Linked DNA regions of Hordeum vulgare: region 2 is linked to region 1. The links are chromatin contacts, called in public Hi-C maps. All regions are on one chromosome and are shown on one strand. Each heading gives the region's core, a stretch centred on a gene start, on an enhancer-like site or on the middle of the called end of the contact. The rest is flanking DNA. Distances are from core to core; before and after follow the strand shown.

What was found. A called contact is a pair of places that touch in the nucleus more often than the background predicts.
Region 2: a Hi-C map of seedling shows a contact between it and region 1, with 4 times the contacts expected there. The contact joins the promoter of LOC123444814 here to the promoter of LOC123444813 in region 1. A contact is called at or near these places in 3 of 6 Hi-C or Micro-C datasets (leaf and seedling) and 1 of 1 datasets of contacts at active chromatin or transcription factors (embryo).

What each region holds. Positions count from the first base shown.
Region 1 is chr3H:539,146,429-539,150,761 of MorexV3_pseudomolecules_assembly, forward strand. It overlaps LOC123444813 (protein EARLY RESPONSIVE TO DEHYDRATION 15-like), which reads right to left and starts at 1,669. Exons shown (of 2, transcript XM_045121664.1): 1 at 1,241-1,669; 2 at 696-1,142. The coding sequence starts at 1,511. The coding sequence ends at 949. It overlaps LOC123444812 (histone-lysine N-methyltransferase ASHR3-like), which reads left to right. Exons shown (of 8, transcript XM_045121660.1): 8 at 252-863. The coding sequence ends at 321.
Region 2 is chr3H:539,537,447-539,541,328 of MorexV3_pseudomolecules_assembly, forward strand. It overlaps LOC123444814 (putative UDP-rhamnose:rhamnosyltransferase 1), which reads left to right and starts at 1,417. Exons shown (of 1, transcript XM_045121665.1): 1 at 1,417-2,996. The coding sequence starts at 1,535. The coding sequence ends at 2,962. It overlaps LOC123444815 (ferroptosis suppressor protein 1-like), which reads right to left. Exons shown (of 5, transcript XM_045121667.1): 3 at 3,720-3,882; 4 at 3,280-3,540; 5 at 2,944-3,185. The coding sequence ends at 3,283.

The sequences.
Region 1 (4,333 bases), core at 419-2,918:
GTGAAATGGTAAATGACAGACAGATTAACCGCCCTGGATTCTGGATTTATCTTTGACATATAGCACTGAACCTGAGTAAAATATTTAGCATTGCGGAAGCACTAATTTTTTTCCCTCCATATATTGCTTCACTTGGAAAATTAGTGTTGCAAATACACAGAAGAGATGCTCTAGTTACCTCACGATAGATGTTTTATGATGTACTCTATCATCTCAGTTTTTTCTATTTTTGTTTTTGGTCCATCTTGTAGCTTCGAACAACATTTTGGTCCACAGACGGAATGTTTCTGTGGTGCTGAAAACTGCCGAGGGAAGCTGTGATAGGTAAAAAGAATGACTGTCCAAGAGGAGGTACATAGCAGCTCTAACCGAGGGAAGCTGTGGCTCAATGCAAAAGTACATAGAAGGAACTGGAATGTATAGCGAAGATTGATTGAGCAGCGTACCCACTCTTCTTTCAAGTGTGCAGATTTTACTCCGTAACAAGTGTGAATATAGCAGTAGTAGTATAACACTCTTTAGCTAGTTCTTATCACAAGTAGTGTAGTAATTCAGTTTAGTCATTCTGGATTGCAAAGTTGAATCTCTGCTTTTCTCCATCAGAAATGTATACGCAGCATTGTGGTTCATGATCCATCTTTCAACGTTTAAAAGATCACAGCGCCAAAGATGAGGCGACGAAAAATGGAGAACCATTTGCACTGAATAGCCATTGTATCACTGCATCTTATTACAGACTACACCATTTACAGACAACTGTACATACGCAGCGCAATTGACCTTCGCCCGATCTTTGGCTGAAAACTCAAACTACAACGACACAACAAGATTATCCGGAGCAGGAGAGCTCGCAGAACAACTAGGATTACTATTTTTTTCTAGTATATTTTCCTCATTTATGCCAAGATCTCGGTGGATGGACACGGAGCGACGAGATTCGCCGGTCCCTTAGCGAGGCTGCTGGATGGTGCGGGGGCTGAACCTGCCGCCGCCGCCGAGGACCTTAGCAGGCGCCTTCTCCGCGTACTTCGGGACCTCCGGCGGCGAGGCGACGTGCGCCCGCCACCACTTCTCGATCCCCCAGGGCGCCACCTCGCCCCCACTCTTCTTGACGGCGGCTTCTTCCTTCCTCCCCTCTCCCTCTGCTGAGAACCACGGTGGCAGGTTTAACAACAAGGCCAACAACCGTGAAGAAAAGGGTGCAGAGAAGTAGTAGATCTGGGCCGGTCTGGTCACGTACCGTTGCGCGGCAGCGCCGGAGGAGGGAAGAAGGCGTCGCCGTCGTCCGGGCACTCGTCGGCGTCCAGAAGACCCATGTCGCCGTAGTCGCGGAGCCAGCTGTCGCGGAAGGACGGCGAGGAGGCGACGAGGCGCCACCACTCGGGGGAGAAGTCCTCGACCTCCGCCGACGCCGCAGCCTCCACGGGGGCGGGGCGGCACCAGCTCCCCGGCACGAAGGGCTCCGCCCACGGGTTCAGCCTCCCGCCGTTGCTGCCGGTCACCACCTCCATGGTTGCCTGTAGTGCTGTATCGGTTCCTCCTCTTCTTGCCCTCTCGGTTTCGAGCTCACTGGAGTGCTGCTGCGGTGTGGACTGGTGGAGTGGGATGGGATGGGATGGGAATGGACGGTGACAGACAGGTACGGCGTGGGGTGATCACGATATTATAGTGCGCTTCTTGGATCTTTTCTCTTGGCTGGCCGGTCTTATCCGTTGTGGCGTTCTTATCCGTTGCGGTGGCTATTACCACGGGATGCGATGGGTATGGCACGCTGTTTTCCTATCGGCCGTGCTGGTCCCCAACCCCAAGGATCGCATTATTTCCGTGCGCCATACCGTATCAAAGTAATGATCTAAACGTTTTTATATTAATTTACGAAGGGAGTATATGAGATATTTAGGACGTGTTTGGTTCCCGCATCGAGCTTAACCAGATCCGCACAGGAAGGAAGATGCTTGTTTGATTTCCTGGTTTCACTGTTATGTCTGCATCGCACGCTTCTCAAAGCATGGCTCGCTGGAAACGTTCGGATCGACAGTTTCTCGCGAGCCAGGCTGAGCGGCGTGAGGTCGCACGGGCGGGTGCGACGCGAGGGCGAGGGGGATGGCACGAGATGGGAAATCTGGCACGCCATCCCGGCGCCAAATTAGCCTCACCCCTCTTTCTATCCGCTCACCCATAACCACTTTCTTCCCTACTGCCTCACCACCGGCGGCGACTGCGATTTCAGATATGCGCTAGAGGCGGCGGCGGCGGAAAAGGCACCGACGTTTGCGACGGATCTGGTGCTCCCCTTGCTGTTGGCCATGCCCCCCCCCTACGTCGTCCTCGTCTCCGATGTCGGTAAGCAACACCCCCTCCCTCCTTTGTTAGGTCGGTGGTTAGGTCGTTAGGCAAGGTGTAAGATCGATTTCCCACTGAACGAACCATCGATGTCGACTAGGTTATGGACGCACGGATGAGTCTGATATTTCAGGCAGCAACACTGATAAGTGTGATTGAGGCATGGGTCATGTTCATGCACCAGAGAGTTGTTCGTCGTGTTGGGAGACCTTTGATCCGCTATGGTCCAATGTTTATCCGGGATCAAGAGAGGATCCAAAATCTGAACTACATCTGCAACGGCAATGACGTCGAGGCTCTCTGGATGCTTCGAATGAAAAGAGCACCATTTGCCAGGCTTGTCGAGACCTTCAGGATCAGGGGGCTGCTACAAGATAACATCAACACTTGTGTGGAAGAGCAAGTGGCAATGTTCCTCCATGTTGTTGGCCATAAATAAAGGTTCAGGGTCATTCATAACACTTTCAGGAGATCAATGGAGACCATCTCTAGGTACTTCAAGTAGGTGCTTTTTGTTGTTGGGGAGCTTAGAGGAGAGATGATTAGGAGACCATCTGGCCGGACTCCACCCAAGATTTGAGGAAGCCCAAGATGGTATCCATACTTCAAGGTGAGCATTGAAAATTGTTGGGGAACGTCGCATGGGAAACAAAAATTTTCCTACGCGCACGAAGACCTATCATGGTGATGTCCATCTACGAGAGGGGATGAGTGATCTACGTACCCTTGTAGATCGTACAACAGAAGCGTTAGTGAACGCGGTTGATGTAGTGGAACGTCCTCACATCCCTCGATCCGCCCCGCGAACAATCCCGCGATCAGTCCCACGATCTAGTACCGAACGGACGGCACCTCCGCGTTCAGCACACGTACAGCTCGACGATGATCTCGGCCTTCTTGATCCAGCAAGAGAGACGGAGAGGTAGAAGAGTTCTCCGGCAGCGTGACGGCGCTCCGGAGGTTGGTGATGACCTTGTCTCAGCAGGGCTCCGCCCGAGCTCCGCAGAAACGCGATCTAGAGGAAAAACCGTGGAGGTATGTGGTCGGGCTGCCGTGGAAAAGTCGTCTCAAATCAGCCCTAAAACCTCCGTATATATAGGTGGGAGGGAGGGGACCTTGCCTTGGGGCTCAAGGAGCCCCAAGGGGGTCGGCCGAGTCCAAGGGGGAGGACTCTCCCCCCCCCAAACCGAGTTGGACTAGGTTTGGTGGGAGGGAGTCCCCCTTCCTTCCCACCTCCTCCTTTTTTTTTTCTTTCTCTCTTGATTTTCTTCTCCTTGGCGCATAGAGCCTTTTGGGCTGTCCCACCAGCCCACTAAGGGCTGGTGTGCCACCCTCAAGGCCTATGGGCTTCCCCGGGGTGGGTTGCCCCCCCGGTGAACTCCCGGAACCCATTCGTCATTCCCGGTACATTCCCAGTAACTCCGAAAACCTTCCGGTAATCAAATGAGGTCATCCTATATATCAATCTTCGTTTCCGGACCATTCCGGAAACCCTCGTGACGTCCGTGATCTCATCTGGGACTCCGAACAACATTCGGTAACCAACCATATAACTCAAATACGCATAAAACAACGTCGAACCTTAAGTGTGCAGACCCTGCGGGTTCGAGAACTATGTAGATATGACCCGAGAGACTCCTCGGTCAATATCCAATAGCGGGACCTGGATGCCCATATTGGATCCTACATATTCTATGAAGATCTTATCGTTTGAACCTCAGTGCCAAGGATTCATATAATCCCGTATGTCATTCCCTTTGTCCTTCGGTATGTTACTTGCCCAAGATTCGATCGTCAGTATCCGCATACCTATTTCAATCTCGTTTACCGGCAAGTCTCTTTACTCGTTCCGTAATACAAGATCCCGTAACTTACACTAAGTCACATTGCTTGCAAGGCTTGTGTGTGATGTTGTATTACCGAGTGGGCCCCGAGATACCTCTCCGTCACACGGAGCGACAAATCCCAGTCTCGATCCATACTAACTCAA
Region 2 (3,882 bases), core at 167-2,666, 390 kb after region 1:
TCGGGGGGGCTGCGCGGGCGACGGGATCGGGGCGAGCTTTGACGATCGAATCGGGCAGGGACTCGCGTGAGCGACTGGATCGGCGGGAAGGCGCGAGATCGAGCGTCCTCGCGGCGGGAGGATCCTGGCGACGAGATCCAGCGAGACCAAAGCAGCCACGGGAGGAGAAACTGCGCCGATAGTTGTGTTAGAAGATTGGATCGGAAAGAGCACGAGTTGCGCGTGCGAAAAAAAACCTAGGCTCTAATACCATGTTAGGAAATATGCAACTTGTATTCTCATGAGGCCATAGGCCAGTATATATACATGTACATGTGGTGGACTATATGCAGGAAACCCCTTATATATCGGGATAAATACAAAAGGGTACATGACTTATATTATAACTCTAACAATAATGACATCAACGTACTGCAGTGCTCGAATGTCTTTGCCAAGCTTGTTCAAGGTCATGCTCCTCCGGTTAACTACGAGGTTAATGGGCACCACTACAACAAGGGATACTACCTAGCAGATGACATCTATCCGAGATGGTCCCCATTTATGAAGACTATCTCAAATCCCGCACCAGGAGGCAAGAACCCCTACTTTGCCAAGCGCCAAGAAGCTTGCAGGAAGGATGTCGAGCGAGCATTTGGTATGCTTCAATCTCGTTTTGTTGTTGTCCATTACCCCACTCAGACCTGATCGAAAGATCAAATGTGGAAAGTCATGACTTGTTGTGTCGTCTTGCACAACATGATCATTGAGAGCGAGCATGAGGAGCCAGTGTTTGACACTGAACCATATTACACGCAGGGTCCTCTTGCCCGAGTTGATCACCAGATACCGACAACCTGGACTGTCTTCCTCAACATGCGTCAAAAGATCCGAGACCCACAAGTGAAACAACAACTGCAGGACGATTTGATGGAGTACCTATGAAGGCTTAAGGACAATGTCTATCTCGATGTGTGATGAATATGAGTTTTTTTTGTTGGACTATTTTAATTTGTATCGAGTTGTTGGATTATTTTTATTTGTATTGATTTTTGTTATGATAAGAAAATAATTATTGTTGTTCAATTTGTACCGAAGCATGTTGAATATAGGCTAAAAATGGGCCAAATTGCCCCGAAAATGAACCAATTTACACAAAAAGAAGCCGAAATCGACGGCTGGGCCGAACAGCTGGATGGAGATGCTCTTAGTAGCCTGCACTTGCACACTCCACGTCGCCGTCATGGCCGTCATCGTCATGTCAGGCAGATTTATCTGAATTAGGCCAGTACACTAATCCATCATGTCACATCGACCAAGTACGGCGAATGGCGGCACGCCGACGAAACATCACCCCTGACGCAGCTAGCGCTGACTGATTGACTTTCCCAAAAGATAAAAACACTGACTGATTGATCCGGTTCCTGTTTTATATGTTCATTCCCGCCATATTTGACCACCCGATGGCCCGCAAATCTGCGAACTCCAAGGAAAGCATCTCGCGGTTGGGAAATCCTGCCATCCATTTCCAAAGCTTAATTTCCTGACACCTGAGATGGAGGCCAACGACGGCGGCAAGATGCACGTCGTGATGCTGCCATGGCTGGCCTTCGGCCACGTGCTCCCCTTCACGGAGTTCGCCAAGCGCGTGGCCCGGCAGGGCCACCGGGTCACCCTCCTGTCCGCGCCGAGGAACACCCGCCGGCTGATCGACATCCCGCCGGGCCTCGCCGGCCTCATCCGCGTCGTGCACGTCCCGCTGCCGCGCGTCGACGGCCTGCCGGAGCACGCCGAGGCGACCATCGACCTGCCCTCCGACCACCTCCGACCGTGCCTGCGCCGCGCCTTCGACGCCGCCTTCGAGCGCGAGCTCTCGCGGCTGCTCCAGGAGGAGGCGAAGCCGGACTGGGTCCTCGTCGACTACGCGTCGTACTGGGCGCCCACGGCCGCGGCGAGGCACGGCGTGCCGTGCGCGTTCCTCAGCCTGTTCGGCGCCGCGGCGCTCAGCTTCTTCGGGACCCCTGAGACGCTCCTCGGCATCGGGAGGCACGCCAAGACGGAGCCGGCGCACTTGACGGTCGTCCCCGAGTACGTCCCGTTTCCGACCACCGTCGCGTACCGTGGCTACGAGGCGCGCGAGCTGTTCGAGCCGGGCATGGTCCCGGACGACTCCGGCGTGTCGGAGGGCTACCGGTTCGCCAAGACCATCGAAGGGTGCCAGCTCGTGGGCATCAGGAGCAGCTCGGAGTTCGAGCCGGAGTGGCTGCGGCTGCTCGGCGAGCTCTACCGGAAGCCAGTGATCCCGGTGGGCCTGTTCCCTCCGGCGCCGCAGGACGACGTCGCCGGCCACGAGGCGACGCTGCGCTGGCTGGACGGACAGGCGCCAAGCTCCGTCGTGTACGCGGCCTTCGGCAGCGAGGTGAAGCTGACGGGCGCGCAGCTGCAACGTATAGCTCTCGGCCTGGAGGCGTCCGGGCTGCCCTTCATCTGGGCATTCAGGGCACCGACGTCGACCGAGACCGGCGCAGCCTCCGGCGGCTTGCCCGAGGGCTTCGAGGAGCGGCTCGCCGGCCGGGGAGTCGTGTGCCGAGGCTGGGTGCCGCAGGTGAAGTTCCTGGCCCATGCATCAGTCGGGGGGTTCCTGACGCACGCCGGCTGGAACTCGATCGCCGAGGGCCTGGCGCACGGCGTGAGGCTGGTGCTGCTGCCGCTGGTGTTCGAGCAGGGCCTCAACGCCAGGAACATAGTGGACAAGAATATCGGCGTGGAGGTGGCGCGGGACGAGCAGGACGGATCGTTCGCGGCCGGCGACATCGCGGCGGCTCTGAGGAGGGTCATGGTGGAAGACGAAGGCGAGGGGTTCGGGGCCAAGGTGAAGGAGCTGGCCAAAGTGTTCGGGGACGACGAGGTGAATGATCAGTGCGTGAGAGAGTTTCTCATGCACCTGTCGGACCACAGCAAAAAGAACCAAGGACAGGACTGAAACTTTCAAATATCATCAACTATCTTTCAGTGAAGTGAAACATGCTACATGTGATTTCCAAAAGCGATTGCCATTACAAATTTAAAACCCAACAAGCCGTGCTAAATTATCAGCCAAAATTGCCTTTTGACAAGAAAATTCAACAAGGGTGTGTGTACAACCAGAAGGTCAAATTAGCAGCACATAACCGAGCCCGCCCTTTCAGCCAAAACTGTCTGTCACACTGCACCAAAATCCACCAGATCATCGTCGCTCACCGACGTCCGAGTCCACCAAATAGGTTGAAAAAACATCGTAAGGGCGAGGATAAAATTTACCTTTCACCGTGGAAGCCCCAGCAGATTCCTTGTTCTGTGCACGAACAAGTCCCGGGATTTCCACATCGCAGGAAGGTGCCCTAGTACCGTGGCGAGGGATAGCTGCGCCACGGCATCCTTCTTACCAAGTGACACCATCGGCATTGTCGTCGAATGTTTATATTTCAATAGCTTGCTGTCTTTAGCCCCATGCATCAAAAGCTTTATGTTTTTAGAGACTATCATGGCATGCTTCTGCACAAAATATCCTTGCTCGAGCTCCTGCGACAAAGCGTGTTTGCTTCACATGTCAAAACTTTCTAAAACCACATGTGCGGTAATATATCAACCAAAAAGTACTATACTAACCAACCCTCTGTTGCATAATGGAAATCAGTAAATGCTATGAACGCATCAAGTGGAACTTCAACAGCAGATATGGAAGTACAGTATGAACTTACCGGAATGTCAATGATATCACCAGCAGCAAAAATATTAGTCTGGCCTTTCACTCTTAGATTCGCATCAACCATCAATCTTCCATCATTGTCCAAGCAATCTTTCAGCTCAGAATTTCTAATCCATGATGAACTCAGTGGTCTGTCGAGGCACGAGAAGTGGCAA